Regions from separate parts of the Hordeum vulgare genome. Here region 1 is linked to region 2. The links are chromatin contacts, called in public Hi-C maps. All regions are on one chromosome and are shown on one strand. Each heading gives the region's core, a stretch centred on a gene start, on an enhancer-like site or on the middle of the called end of the contact. The rest is flanking DNA. Distances are from core to core; before and after follow the strand shown. Region 1 holds the start of LOC123403970 (cytosolic invertase 1). Region 2 holds the start of LOC123404348 (kinesin-like protein KIN-14D).

Region 1 (7,616 bases), core at 1,599-4,098, 700 kb before region 2:
TTCAGCATCATGTTTAAGCATTAGAAGAGCACACCTTAGTGCCATGAAGAAAAGGGATTGAATTTCAATGGGGTAGCCATACACGCCCTACAAAAATAGGATTGGAGTTAGAATGAGGAAAAGAAGCACAAACAGAAACCATGATGGCATTTCACTTAACTAAATTGAATTCATAGCTCATAGAGGGCACATGTATACGCAAAAATGAGCAACATGCATCACCCAAGAAATGGTTATTGCAAAGTCACTACAAAAGTTGCTAACAAACAAATGGATGTTCTAATATTAGTCATATTCCTAATCTGCAATTCTACAGACTGAAAGGAATACTTGTGAATTTACACATCACAGAAGGATAGCTATGTGCATACCATGATGCAGGTGTTGGGGATATCCTCCTTTCGGAAAAACATATCACAGAAGGGGAATTGTTGCCGAATTCAACGATAGTGCAAGGTTGTTCACATGCAGCTGTAACAACAGGTTCAGGTGGACCAAATGAAGGAGGTAGTGGACTTGGGAAGCCCATATTGATGGGAGCATATTGAGCATCACAGCGTCGTGGATATAGTAGGTGTGTATCTAACTGGACCTCCTCAAATAAAACATGGGCATTCGGATTGCTTTTGGGCCAAGGATATTGCACTCTAGTATATCGGACATGAAAATTTGGAAGCACCATCATGGTACGAAAAACAGCACATCATCAAACTAAAACAATTAGATATTTGATGGAGAAAAATTGCCCAAAGGCACACAAATCCAAAAAAGAAATGAAATTTGCAAGTCCAATAAGTATGAAAAGGGGTATTGCATTTATTTATATGAAGATACATTATAAGTGAAACCACAACAAAGCTATGAGCACATTGTTGGTCATATATTATGTACTTGAACAAAGAACAACAAAAGCAAACAAGCCATTAAAACCTCACAAACTAAAGATAACAACGTTACAACAAAAGCAAACAAACCATTAAAACCTCACAAACTAAAGATGACAACGTTCCAGCAGTAAATGTAGAACTGAAATATATTGTTTTGGAGATATATCTAGAAAAGATTTAGCGTTAGTGTCAGACCTAGATGACTTCGACCATGATATTTGATCTTGAATTAGGATAATACTCCCTCCGTTCCATAATATTAGGTGTATAAATTTATATGAATAAATTTTACAGAACAACAGTATTTTTTCCTTACTTATAAAAATTATATCGCCAATTCAGCATTTATACAGACCTACCATTACCTTGGGCTAAGATGCCACAGTGCTACAACTTGTTTGTTTGATAGATATTCAATTATATAAAAATTATGGAAGTACTGACATTTGCTGAAACAGACATGAGACTTGTTTGAGCTTCTCTGAGACTAGATGAAAAGACATGTATTTGTTACATTTGATAGAACTTCCACTATATCACCCTTGTTTCAGCAAAGCACATCAGTTGTTTCATAATTCTGTAAGTTTAAAGAAATATCTACAGCAGTAATTCTATGAAATGTTAGCCCAAAAGAATGGTGTATGTATGTCAATAGAGTCACAGAAGTGGTGATTCATTGATTAAAAGAATAGGAAATTTGCAGTCCTGTGAAACGTACTCTTATTTGACTTGAACATATTGAAAGTGTCAGTCTATAACTTACCATCCTACGATCTATCATGCAGCAACCATCAGCACATAACAATGTCGGGAAGGTATCAAATCCCTCAGACAAGCACAGGCTCAGAATGAGCCTCATTGCCTTCTGGCATTCCGGCCTCTCTGCCAGAGTCAAATCCCCGGTGGACTTTGTGTAGGCCCGCAATAGTATGATCCACCAGAACCCCGAATCCACTGGTGCAACCCGCCCAATTGCGCTCTCACCAAAATCGGCGTGAAGGGTATCAACACCCTTCTTATCGTCATGAAGCACTTTAAAGCTTGCAGGCATGGCCCCCTCACCAAGCTTAAACCGATCAACCTTCTTCTCCCAACCCTGCAACAAAACGGTCTTGAGCAGGAAGTTCTTGACAATCTCCGGCTCGCCATTCATCAGAAACGCCATGGCGCTGGGCACGAAATCTCTCACAAACACCTGCAGCGAACCGCCCCCAAGTCACATAAGCATATGTCGATAACATGCTACTCCTTCATAAATTTAATTCAGACTTAAAATCTCGATTCATTATAACATTGAGAAAAAAATCGTTGCTTGTACTACCTGGTCATAGTTTAGGACTTCCTCGGATGCATGGTCGAAAGCGGCGATGGTACCAAGCGGCTGGCCGCGGAAAAAGACGAGGGAGCGGCGGAGGGCCTCCCAGGCGTCGCCTACTATGGGGTGGGGCTCGAAAGAGTGGAGCGCCGAGGAGGCCGGCGTGCCGACCAGAGAGCGTAGACCGCCGCCCGGGGAGTACATGCCGTCAAAGCCTCCGCCTCCCCTGGCGTGGCCACCGGAGTAGGAGACGTCGCTGAGCGAACGGTCGTCGAAGGAGCGCTGGCGCTCGACGTTGATCCGCGGCTTGTTGAGCAGGTGTGTGAGGTCGAAGTCATCGGACCCGGACAGCGAGTTGTGCGACGCGGACCGCCGCATCCCGGCCGCCCCCAGCTCCATGGCTCCCCTCCCTCCTCGCGAATCTGCGGCCGGCCTCCACCTACTCGCCCCAGCCAGATCTAAGCCCAAAACGGCGGCGAAGAGCGAGCTGAGAGATCTAGCTCGGGACGCTAGACAACGGCAGCGCGGACCCAGAAGCAGACACGGCAGCGCGAATCTCGAGGCGAGGGGGGTTCCGCAGAGGTAAATGGGAAAAAAAATGAGAAGTAGGCGGAGGGCCGCCTACTTATAGCCCAGCGGGGCCTGGGCGCCGACGGGGACACGCGCTATAAACCCGTGACCTTTTTGTCCATGTCGAGTGGGACCATCTCGCCCAAGGGGACCCGCGGTGCGTGATGGTGGGTGGATGATGTGAGAGATTTTGGGTTACCGGGTGCGGCCGGTGTGCAGCAGCACGTGGGGGGTTGGTGTGGTTGGGAATTGGGATGAGATGAGGACGAGGCGCTGACGTGGAACGCCGACCCCGGTTGAGTGCTGGGGGCGGTTGTTGGGTGCCCAAGGAAAGGTGAGCATCGTGGTGGCCGTCCGGAGATCGTCTGCCTGCCGATTTCCGGAAGCGGGGGCGGGGCTGGGCGGATCAGCGAAAATGCTAAACACACGGATCAATACGAGCTGATTATCGGATCTGTAGTAGTACGTACTTCCTCCGTTTCTAAATATAAGTCTTTTTAGAAACTTCACTAAAAAACTATATACGGATGTATATAGACATACTTTAGAGTGTAGATTCACTCATTTTGCTCCGTATGTAGTCATTTAGTGAAATCTCTTAAAAGACTTATATTTAGGAACGGAGGGAGTATATAATACTCATAGTGGCTGCCTAACGCCCGAAGTGGCGTCAGTAGTACAGGGGCAGCGTCGGGGCGCCAGCCACCAGCGATGTGGCCCCATGTGATGGTGAACGCGGCGGAGGCCGGCTAAGGCATGGCGCGGCATAGTAGTCGCCGCCCATTCCTCAAGGTCCGCGCATTAGCCGGAGCGAAGCAGGCGAGTGCACGGCGCCTCAGGCCGTCGACCACGCGATGACGGCTCGACTCCACCCGCGACCACCACTCCCGCCTCCGTCGCACGGAGACACGCAGAGTAGCGACTGCTGCCAATGGCGCGGCTGTGACAGCCCCAATGCACCACCTACCCCTTTTGGTAATACTAGCAAAAGGGCCCATGCGTTGCAACGGGAGAAAGAAATATCACACGGCACACATTCTTAATTTATAAAAAGTCTATAATTTAAGAATTTATAGTTACGATACAAATAAAGATGGTCTTATCCTACAAAAATGCAGTTCAAAATTTCATTGGTCTTCTATTTTAACACGGCTTGTATGTAGATTTAATATGTACAAAGAATCAGTCAAGTGACCTTCAGTTTCATCTCTAATCCTGATTTTGTTGACGTGTTCATCCCCAACCCGGATGATTACCGGAATGAAAGAAAGACGAATAATGACTTATTTATTAAGATTGCACCCTAGATAGTATTTTTATTAAACGTTTAACAGATAAAATAATATCATATTTAAATTCTACATATTTTTCTAATCAAACTACATGTATAATATGTTAAATTTAGAGTTACGGTTTAAAAGATATGAGTATTTAAAAAATATTTAATATATACTACGAGTTTAATGTCATAAACAATAAGGGTTTTTTTGTAAAATCAACTCGGTGGGTTTTCCGACGGAAGCGATAGCCTCTTTATTATTAGGTAAAGATTTCCTTGTACGACCCTTCCTGTGTTGGATTGGCATAGGAGTTCAAGTTTGGCTTCACCACTTGCGCATCATGGCATCATGTCATATGTGTTCTTTGTCTGTGTTGTTTGTTGCTCCTTGTTGTTGAAGTGTTAGTGTCATGTGAGTGTGGCATTGTTTTGATGGTGTGATGAGAGTGGGTGCAACAAGGGTTTCTTGTTGCACCATGGTCAAAAACCCCCTTCTCTCATCTCTTAATTTATTTTTGTGGCTGCTTTAAAGTTTCAGTTTTGGCCCCAATAAAAATGTTCGTTTTCTTTTAAAAATCCTTTTACTATTTGTGCTTGGCAACACTCTTCTTGGGTTTTATTTTTCCTTTGTTTTGATTTTAAAACAGAGCCTCATTTTATATAAAGGAACTTTATTTTATTCTTCAAAAGTTTCCATTTTACTTTTATAAATTGGTGCAGAATTTAGAAGCCCAATTGTATTTTTGTTTCCATCAAAACTATTTTTCCTTTTAGCCCCTGTGTATTGATAATTCGTTGTAATGTTTTATTTGGGGAAAGCCTTCACGCAGTGAGAGAGGGAGTACCAGGCCCAGTTGACGTGCAAACGGCCCAGGCCTGGTTGGCGACACCTTCTTCCTCCTCGTCTGCGACCCCTCTGGCCACCATAGATTGTTTCCTCCCTCGATTAGACGGCGCCGAGCGTGTGGTTCGAGATATTTAGCAGCCCGGGCCTCTCTAAAACCCTAACCCTCGTCGTTTCCCCCTCCTCGTCTCCCTCCTAGCGCTGTCGGGGCGAGTTCCCGAGCTCCACCGCGCCATGGTCGGCTCGGGCAAGAGTCCGATGCGTGCTAACCCGACTCCCTCTTCTTCCCCCTTCTGGACGAGGAGCTCGCGGGCGCCCATGGGGTTCCATTCCCGCGGGTAGCAAGCGCCAAGGACGACGGCCCCGACCTCCTCGGTGGATGGTGCTTCTTCCTCTCCGGCGAGCTCTCTACAGCAGGTCGTCGTCGCGCCGACGTGCCTCTCCACCCGCGAGCCCCTCTCTTTGCACCCTGGGTGAGCGCAACCCTGCTCCCCTCCGTTTTCCCCTCCGCTAGCGTCGTTGTTGCGCGTGGGCGCCGCCCTGCCGGAGTTGCACCGGCAGGTTGTGCTGTTTGTCGCAACCCTGCTTGCATGCATCCATATAGGATTAGGTTCAGAGCCTGTTGTGTAGTGCTGCGAGGGGCTGTAGCACGTAGCCGTGGATGTGCGTCGTTTGTGCACGTGCAGGTGTGTGTGCTCTGGCGAGCGTCGTCGTCGCCGGCGTCTCTCTGCTCCAGCAGGAAGACGCCCCATGTTTTCTTTTAGTCTATGTTTGCTTCCTTCTTAGGCAAGAAGCCCCACGGTAGCGCAGTGGCATCGAGCTTGTTTTCCTTCGCAGCGTCTCGGGTTCGAGTCCCCATGTCGCCCCTTTTTCTGTTTTGTCTTTCTTGTTGTGGATCAGTAGTTTAGGCGATGTATGTCTGCATTTCTACCCATATTAGATCAGCTACATGTGGCTAGCCCACTGGTGGTGGCCGTGCATTCCACGAGGGAGATGGTGGGTTCGACTCCCACCTCGCTCATATTTCCTTTTATGTGTTGTGGTTTGTGTGTGTCGCTGACAGGTGGTCCCAGGGCCCACCTGTCATGCACTTGTGGCCCTGGTGACTATGACCAGTAGGCCCCTGTCAGTTTACACATTTTTGTGGTGATATAATTGTGACTTGTGTGATATATCCTTGTTTGGAACAATTCCAGAAATGGAATGGCCTAATCTGGTATATCCCAAAATTGGGCAGGCTGAGGAACAGTTCATGTTCTTGGCTATATGCTGTAGTTTGATCCTGAGTTATTTTTCTTTTATTGTTTGTGGTATTTTTCTGCATGTAACATGGGCAATACGATATATGGATTTGGGGTAGCAGAACCCAAGGAATCCAATGGTTGCACTGGATTCCAGTTTTGACAGTTCCGGCAAAGTGTCACTTTGTGATGAGGTGGCACTTGTCTACCTTTGTAGGTTGGTGTAAGTGCATAGTTAGGGATTGAGCATTCATGCATCATTTTAGTTAGTGCATCCTGTTGTGCATGTCGTATGGTGAATATCGTGTGTTGATTTGTGTTTTCGGTTTGCTTTGTCTCGTTAGAGTTCCGCAAGCGTGTCGGAAAGTGAGGACCGGTTCGACTACGTTGGTTCGTCTACTTCACGGAGTCATTCTTCTTCCAAGCGGGATCTCACGCAAGATGACCATTTCCCCAGATACCATTACTATCATTGCCATGCTAGTTTACCATTTCTATCGTTATGTCTCGTTGCCTACCACCTGTTACATATCAGCCTCTCAACAATGCCATGAAAACCTTCAACATGTTCACAACCTAGCAAACCACTGATTGGCATTGTTACCGCTTGCTTAACCATGTGTTAGCGTTGCTAGATGCAGGTGCAGTTGCTTCCATGTGAAAACATGGGTTCCTTGTTATATCACCATATTAGTTGCTATTTAATTTAATGCACCTATATACTCGGTGAAAGGTGGAAGGCTCGGCCTTTCTAGGCTGGTGTTTTGTTCCACCTTTGCCCCCTTAGTTTCGGCTACCGGTGTTATGTTCCATAATTGAGCGCTCCTAACACGATCGGGGTTGTTATGGGGACCCCCTTGATAATTCGTTTTAGATTAAAGCTGGTCTGGCAAGGCCCAACATTGGTACTACATTTGCCCAACATAATAATTCTGTTAATACTGAAATACATAGGGAGTTAGCGCTACCCGAGGAGTAATTTTACATAATACAAGGGGGCAGTGCTGATGGTACTGATCCAAAAACTAGAGCCGTTTGCGGGGCCAACCCAGGACAACTTGGGAGATTTCTATCAGGCCACCGTATGCTGTGCTTATCCGTCGTGTCCCGAGAATGAGATACGCGGCTCGTATTGGGATCGTCGACACGTCGGGTGCCCTTGCTGGATTAGTTTTACGTTTGACGAGATATCTTGTGCATCGGGATTCCGGTGATGCTTTGGGTAATCTCAAAGTTGAGGTTTTCCACTAAGGAGTCCGACGAGATCGCGAGTTTCGTGATCGTGGATTTCTATGCAACTTGTGGTAATTTGTGATGGATTAGTTGGAGCACCCCTGCAGGGTTAAATCTTTCGGAAAGCCGTGCCCGCGGATATGTGGCAACGTGGAAACTTTGTTTAACACTGGTTCTAGATAACTTGAAGTTAACTTAATTAAAATATGCCAACTGAGTGCGTAACCGTGAATGTCTCTTTCGTGAG
Region 2 (7,432 bases), core at 2,734-5,233:
TGAAAAGGTCTAATCCGGCAGTAAACTCTGATGTTTCCTGCTTCGTAATACTATGTTAACCTAATATTTTTAACTGTACTACCTAAGTTAATATAATAGCCAAGCACAATGAACTGATGATTGTAGTACAAAACTGACACCTTTTAGTTCCTGGATCTCATTGAACAATTTTCTGTTTTCTGCGAGAGTTGCATGATATTTTTCTGCAGCATTTGTTACCACCTTAAGGTTTTGTCCTATAAAAATGTAGTAATGTCAATCGTGATGTATTGATGAAAACTATGTAAATATGAACCATAACTACTCGCAGGTTTATTCTTACCAAGACCGGCTAATTCTTCAAGCCATCTTTTTTGACAATTTAGGATTTCATGCCTAACTGAAACAGAACATAGCCTCAAATCCTGATAAAGCAAACCGATATTCACATAACTGAAAATTTTAGGAACTCCTGATGGAAACCGAGAAAAGGAATTGATTTCACGAATACCTGAACATTTTGTACTTGCAAACCCAAAAATTGGTTGACCACTATTCCTTTCTGCTCCCAGAACTGGATTCGAGATTTAGACACTTCTTCAAATTCTCTTTTTCTCTTGATAGAAACTTCTAACATGAGCTCTATTTCTTTTATCCTATGTTCCGACTCCTCCTTTACCTGGTAAGCTCTGGTCTCTAATTGCTGACTATGTGTCTCATGCAATCTTTTTGTTGCTTCAAGCTCTTGTCTGAGTTGCAGAATTATGCTGGCATTGTCTTCCTTATCTGCAAGAAGCCTAACTACATCCTCCTCCTTAGATTCTAAGAGCTTGCAGGCTTCTTCGTATGATGATCTTAATGCTTCCATTTCCCGCTTAACTTTCACAATTATACTGTTACCATCCTCCTTTTCCTTCATCAACCTAAGAATGTCCTGATTCTCCTTAGTTAAGTTGTCTTGTCTAAGTTGCGAAATTATACTGGTATTGTCTTCCTTGTCTGCAAGAAGCTTAATCATATCTTCCTGTTTAGATTCTAATAACTTGCAGTTCTCCTCATGCAACGATGTTAATGCTTCTAAGTCCAGCTTAAGTTTCATAATTGTATTGTTTGAATCCTCATTTTCCTTCCTCAACCTAATTATGTCACTCTTTTCCTTAACTGATATATATGTGTCTTCATCAGTTGATTGCTTCATGGTTCCAATTGTGCCTTTCTTCAGGTCAGCCTTATCTTCCTTCTCCTTCGTTGACATGGAAATGCCTTCCTTCTCCTTCTCCTCTGTCAACCTAACCACACTAGTGTTCTTCTCTGAAATCAATCTATTGATACCATCATCTGATGTTTGTTTTTTGTCATTAATACTACCATTTTCTGAATTAACCATATCTTCTTTCTGTATTGGCCTAACCATATCATCATTCTCCTTCAGCAGTCTAATTATATCTTCCTTCTGCTTCAACAACCTAACCATCTCTTCCTTCTCCTTTGTGAATCTAAATATAGTATCATCTTTCTCCTTAAGTAACCTATCATTTCCCTCATTGGTTATTCTTTGTCTTTCTTCAACCATGACCTTTTTAAAATCAATCATATCTTCCTTTGCCATTAACAGACTAACCATATCTTCCTTCTCCTTCAAAGACCTAACCATTTCTTGCTTCTCCTTTTTCAGTGTCACTATAGTATCATCCTTCTCCTTAAGTAACATGTATTTTTCATCATCCACTATTTGTTGTGTTTCTTCCACCTTGCCCTTTTTCAAGTCGACCATATTGTCCTTTTCCTTCAATAACCTAACCATATCTTCCTTCTCCTTCAGCAACCTAACCATATCTTCCTTCTCCTTCAGCAACCTAACCATATCTTCCTTCTCCTTCATCAATCTAGCCACCTCTTCTTGGCATTTCATCAGCCTAGCGATATCTTTATCTGGTAGTTGTCCTTTGTCTTTGAGCTTATCTTTGTCCATCTGCATGACAAGAGTGGGCTTTCATAAAGAAACAGATCAACTTTCTTCATTGATGATAAAGCTATAGCCACTAAAGTACGTGAATTGTCATTGTTTAAAGAGTGGGCAAGAAAGTCAGTCAGCCTTGTTGTTACTTTAAGCTATATCAAATGTATAAATGGGGTTCTGTTGTTATTCTCGGTCCCACTATTTTACAATTTACTGGAGATGGGAAGAGCTCAAAACTTATTGAGAAGAAGCATGAAATTTACTTGCAATGCATAAAATTTCTGGTAAAAACAATTGGGAGATAGATGGCTCACAGAGGGTGCTAGAATTTACATGTGTTTGCCCGCTTTGCCCACCTGCTAGTGCTTCCAGCACTCTTATCCTTGACTGATACTTCTCTTCACGAGCTTTAATCAGGTTATTTTGCTACACACAAGAAAGAAATCACAATGGACTATTTGATACAAAAATAAACATGAACAAATATTTATCGTACATTTCTTATATGCCCGGCCTGAGAAGACATACGCCGTTCAATTTCAACTATGACCTTCCTCAGCAAGCAAGCAATGCGCTAGAATGAAATATTTCCATCCATTTACGCAAGGAAAGATGTTAACACATGTAGAAAAAATCTCCTAAATATGTAAAAAAAAAACTAACTATATTGCTCTTTTATTAGAAGCCTACGTAAGGTATTTGTCCATTCTTCTTGTCGATGCTCTCATCAACAATGCTGTTCACGACACCTAGAAGTGATTGAGTGGGTGCATTCTGCAAAATATGAACAAGTTGGCACCAGAAAATAACATAGGTTTTCTTTTTTAGTTTAAATAAATTTCCATGATAACTAATTGATTATTTATCCCGTTTCAAGTGTAGTATGTAGCATTGTACTTACATCCAAGCTAGAGGATTTCATCAAGTCTGAAATCTTACAACCAGGAAGATCAGCATATCCCCCTTGTTTCATCGGAAGTACCCCTGATGGAGAATACACATCGGCCCCTAATGAAGGGTTGGACGGTTCTGAATACAAAGATGACAAAAGATGTTTCAAGTGGCAATCAAGTTATTCCCAAGCTTATTAACTTGTGTGGTGAATACTATCACAAATTCTCAATATCAATGCAAATTGCCTAATGGAGAATACTATCGCAAATTCTCGATATCAGTGCAAGTAGAATAGCAGGAGAGTCCTGACCTGACATAATTGGACTGGTGAGCACCCTTTGCAGCTTGGCAACCATATACTTTCTGCTTCCCTCGCTATCGCTTCTGGTGAGGAAAGTAAGGTTCCGATCTTCGCAGATGCGTGCTCCAAACCGATCCTTGAGGGCAAGAATGCAGGTCACAACAGTTGTCATTTGACCCTGGATGGATGCATGAAATTTAATCAAGGATAAGAATAGAGAAGAATTAATAATAGGGATATGGCAAGCGAAGCAACCCTCTCGAGGTCAAAGGCGCTGAAGGTAGGCACGCCCATCCGCTCGACGGCAGCGCGGAACCTGCCGACATTGTCCGTGGAGGCGTCATCGAGTAAGGCGCCGGGGCAAATCTTCCTGAGGAGCGCGCAGAGAAGCCTTCCTCCGGAGAGCGCGGCGTGCAGGTCGTTGTCGGAGGCGTCGGACGGTGGCGGCAGAGGCACGTCCGGGAATATCACGCGAAGCCAACCGACAGCATCCGCCCGCCGCCTCGCCGTGGCTTAACATCCCAAGAATTAGTTAGTCAACCGATCGACCCCATAAGGACAGAGAAGAAAGAACCAACAAGGGTGTTCACCTAGGTCTGGCGTGTAATTGGGAGCGCAGAGGGACATGGAAAGCAAGGTGAAACGGTGCGCCAGAGACGGGCATGCGGTGGGTATAAGCCGGCTAGCATCAAGGGGGCACCGAGGAGAGGGAGGTGAGGACGGGAGGGAATGGAGCGCGCGAGATTCATGGAGGCGGTAGCCATGCGGGTCTCATGCTATTTTTAGGTGGCGGCGATGGAGAGAGGTGGAGGAAGATGGCTAGAGTGAGACTCAGGCTGTCAATGGGGCCATCCCCGTCCCAACGATAGCCTTTACATGCATGTCCCCGTTCCCATGCACTTCTGTGGGGATAAAAGGAAAATCCTATCCCCATCCCCGTCAGGTTTTTTATCCTCCTAGGCAACCCATACACGCAATCAACACCAACCTTCGATACCATTTCAATAGAAAAAATAGCAATCCAGCATAATAAACAATATCGTGTGGCTAGGTTAGGGATTTCTTAGGCTTTTTCATCAAAAGGGTGGGATGGGTGGAAATTTGGGTGGGCAAGGGCGGGAATTACCTCGGGTCTACTAATTTTAGGGCCCATGTGTAAGGCCTTCATGGTCGATCCCTGTGTGGTGCAATAGGTAAGGTATTTGACCTATCAGCTTACCTGTGGGCATTAAAGCTAACACATCCCCATTTCATGATAGAGTAATTACCCATAAGGATGCGGGTTACGGTTAAATATTGACGTCTTCAAGTGAGACACGCGATGGGAGGAAGAAGAAGACGACGACGAGTCTTTTAGCTTTGTTCGACTCGGTCAGGACCAGAACTAAAGACATGGCGCATTCTAGCCATGAGAGAGCCCATCAATCTCGTGGAGCATAGCCTTTTTGTGGCGGGAAAGGGTTGTGTATTAATTAACTTGGCTCAAGATAATCTTGTGCACATAGATTTACAACCCTTTCAGGACCAGATTATAACCAAACGACCGTCTTAATCTCAACTCTCTCAATCTAGGCTAATTCATGACTAACACGATTACTCTTTCTTTTGATAGCATGGATCTTAATATCCCTCTCCCCTCTCATCATAACTGAGATCTCTTAGGTAGTGGCAGTGTGTTGTGATCTGTCAATCTAGGGATTGGCTATCATCGAAGCAGATTTAGCACTATCTGTTGCGATGATGAATGGAAGTGAGCTTCATTCCAAGGCAAGAGCAATTCCCTTCTTGCACGCCTCGAGTTACCAAGTGAGAGCATCATCTTATGTGAAAAGATTGTTACACGAGTTGAAAATAATGCTACCGGAGTTGTCTCGGAGCACCATTCACGTGCCTCCATTGCTTGCATGTGCCATGTATGCACCATCCACGTTAAGTGTGAGCCACACAGCCTACCTAGGCTTAGGCACTCTCGAGCGCTCACCTAGAGACAGGAGTGTGTTGGTGCCTGGTATGTTGTTGTGGCCTCTAGCAGCCAGTGCATCACTGCTGCTGAATCCTGTCAACTCACCACAATTGTTGCTACCTATCACGTCGTGTGTGTTACTCCGTGCCTCCACCGCCCCATGGCTGGTGTTGCATGATGTTGTATGCAACGCCGTGTCTATTAGAACCATTTTACCTTTTTCTTAATCTCTCTGGGGTATTGTTAAATGCATTGTTTAGGAGTTCATCTAATTCGTCAATTAATGGGACAGTTAATTGCTACTCATAGGGTGACCAAATCACTCATTCACCGTGTTAACTTGTCAGTCCAATTAGTTGGTTGTTAGGCTAATTAATCATTGTTGGGCCATTAACTTATGGGCAAAATACCAAACAAATGCATGTAACACCTCCCATCCCCCTCTCGCTCCTTAATAGCCAGGGTTTGATCAAATAATAGCATTTTTGGGAATATTACATAGCTAAGAGCATGCCAGTATGATATAATAAGAAAAAAACTAGATATATGTTGGCAAGTTCCTATTTAATCTATCGATTAATGGTCGACTTATTAATTCGGTTAATAGGTTGATTCATTGTTTAATCGCTACTCTCAAGCCAGCCGAGCAGCTACCAATTACCGATTTCCTAAAAAATGGTTGAATGTAGGGAAGCGATGGCACGTACGTGTGCAAGAACCATCGAGAGGCTTTCATAGATGGGAGGGACTATCTCATGTGTGATCTTGTTGCGTGCGTGCGATGTGCGCCACTTGGTCATCAAGAGTGCCATGCAAGATGTGTTCAAGAGTGGTTGAAGCTCGTCGAAGAGCCATTCCGACCCTTTGTTACGCACCAACTTGATGTCCAGGAGCGTCCAGTCTTTAGCCACCACCCTCCAAAGCTCGACTGCACGAGGGCACCTACACATTGCGTGAAATCCAACCTCACATTCCAAACCACACACGTGCATAAGTTAGTGGTTTCCAAATGATGGGAAACCACGTTGCAGGAGAGTGTGTCACAAATAGCCAAGCAAAAAATCGTACCTTTAGGGGACATGGGACCCTATATTGTCCTTCATATTGCGCGCTGACCATGTGATGCCCTACTGGATGCACTCACGGATGGACACTCACGCTCGTCCATCGTGAAGCGGTACTCGGATCGAACTGTGAAGATGTTGTTCTTCTCGGGAGCCCAAGCAAGGATGTCGTCGGCGATGCATGGGAACATTTGTATGTTCCTTGTGATGTTGACATCAACATGATGAAAGTGTCCGTGCAGGAAGTCCATGCACCATGCACCACACTTGTCGAGTAGCTCGGCCACCCATCGGAGCCGACGGGTTCCTTGAGAGGAGATCAACTTGCCGGACAAAGCACCCAATAGCTATCTGTCACGCAGATGTGAATGCACTTGCCGTTCCCAATGTGCCACACTAGCCCCTTCTTGAGGAGCTCGAGCCCATACTGGATAGCCTGCCAAGTACACGAAGTGTTCCTAGAGAACATCGTGTCCTCGAGGCGTCCCTCTAGATAGTAACGAGCTTTGAGAATCTGCGCACAAAGACTATTGGATTTAGTTAAAAGGCACCACGCTTGGTGAGCCAGCAGTGCCTAGTTCAACAAAGGCTGATGGATACTATGATTCCCCCACAAGTCGGGATGAGACTCCGGACGAAAAATGAAAAATGGGGGAGGCAAAATGAGCCCACCACAAAAAAGGAAACAAAAGACGCGAAAAAAAGAGCCCACCATGAAAAAAACAAATAAATAAGTGAGAGAAAAAGAGATAAGGGACTTTTCTACTATCCTTTACGACACTTGTGACTCAAAGTGGCACCATGTTCTTCATATAGAAAGTCTCTTGTTTTGTCACTTCCATATGCTAGTGGAAATTTTTCATTATAGAACTTGGCTTGTATATTCCGATGGCGGGCTTCCTCAAATACCCGAGGTCTTCATGAGAAAGCAGGTTGGATGCACACTCACTTAGCTTCAGTTGAGATTTCATACACTTATAGCTCTAGCGCATCGATTGCATGGCAATCCCTACTCCTCGCATTGGTATCTGTTGGTGGGCATCTCCATAGCCCATTGATACGCCTAGTTGATGCGAAACTTTCTTCTCCACTTTTACCCCTTTGAAACCTACCACCATATTCTATTCCACCTTTATGCTATATCCATGGTTCACGCTTATGTATTGAGTGGGTAATAAAAAGCTAAAGCACGTTAAAAAGTATGGTCTGGTTGCTTGGTTTGGGGTGCTCATGATTTATATTTTATGCTAGGAAGACCAGGCATGACAGGT

What was found. Hi-C and Micro-C count contacts between places; a contact is called where the count stands out from the background.
Region 1: a Hi-C map of leaf shows a contact between it and region 2, with 2.2 times the contacts expected there. The contact joins the promoter of LOC123403970 here to the promoter of LOC123404348 in region 2. A contact is called at or near these places in 2 of 6 Hi-C or Micro-C datasets (leaf and seedling) and 1 of 1 datasets of contacts at active chromatin or transcription factors (embryo).

What each region holds. Positions count from the first base shown.
Region 1 is chr6H:233,667,689-233,675,304 of MorexV3_pseudomolecules_assembly, reverse strand. It overlaps LOC123403970 (cytosolic invertase 1), which reads right to left and starts at 2,848. Exons shown (of 4, transcript XM_045097873.1): 1 at 2,209-2,848; 2 at 1,651-2,082; 3 at 1-87. The coding sequence starts at 2,601.
Region 2 is chr6H:232,969,936-232,977,367 of MorexV3_pseudomolecules_assembly, reverse strand. It overlaps LOC123404348 (kinesin-like protein KIN-14D), which reads right to left and starts at 3,983. Exons shown (of 17, transcript XM_045098268.1): 1 at 3,725-3,983; 2 at 3,390-3,646; 3 at 3,144-3,312; 4 at 2,841-2,968; 5 at 2,273-2,365; 6 at 491-1,951; 7 at 323-404; 8 at 141-236; 9 at 1-37. The coding sequence starts at 3,761.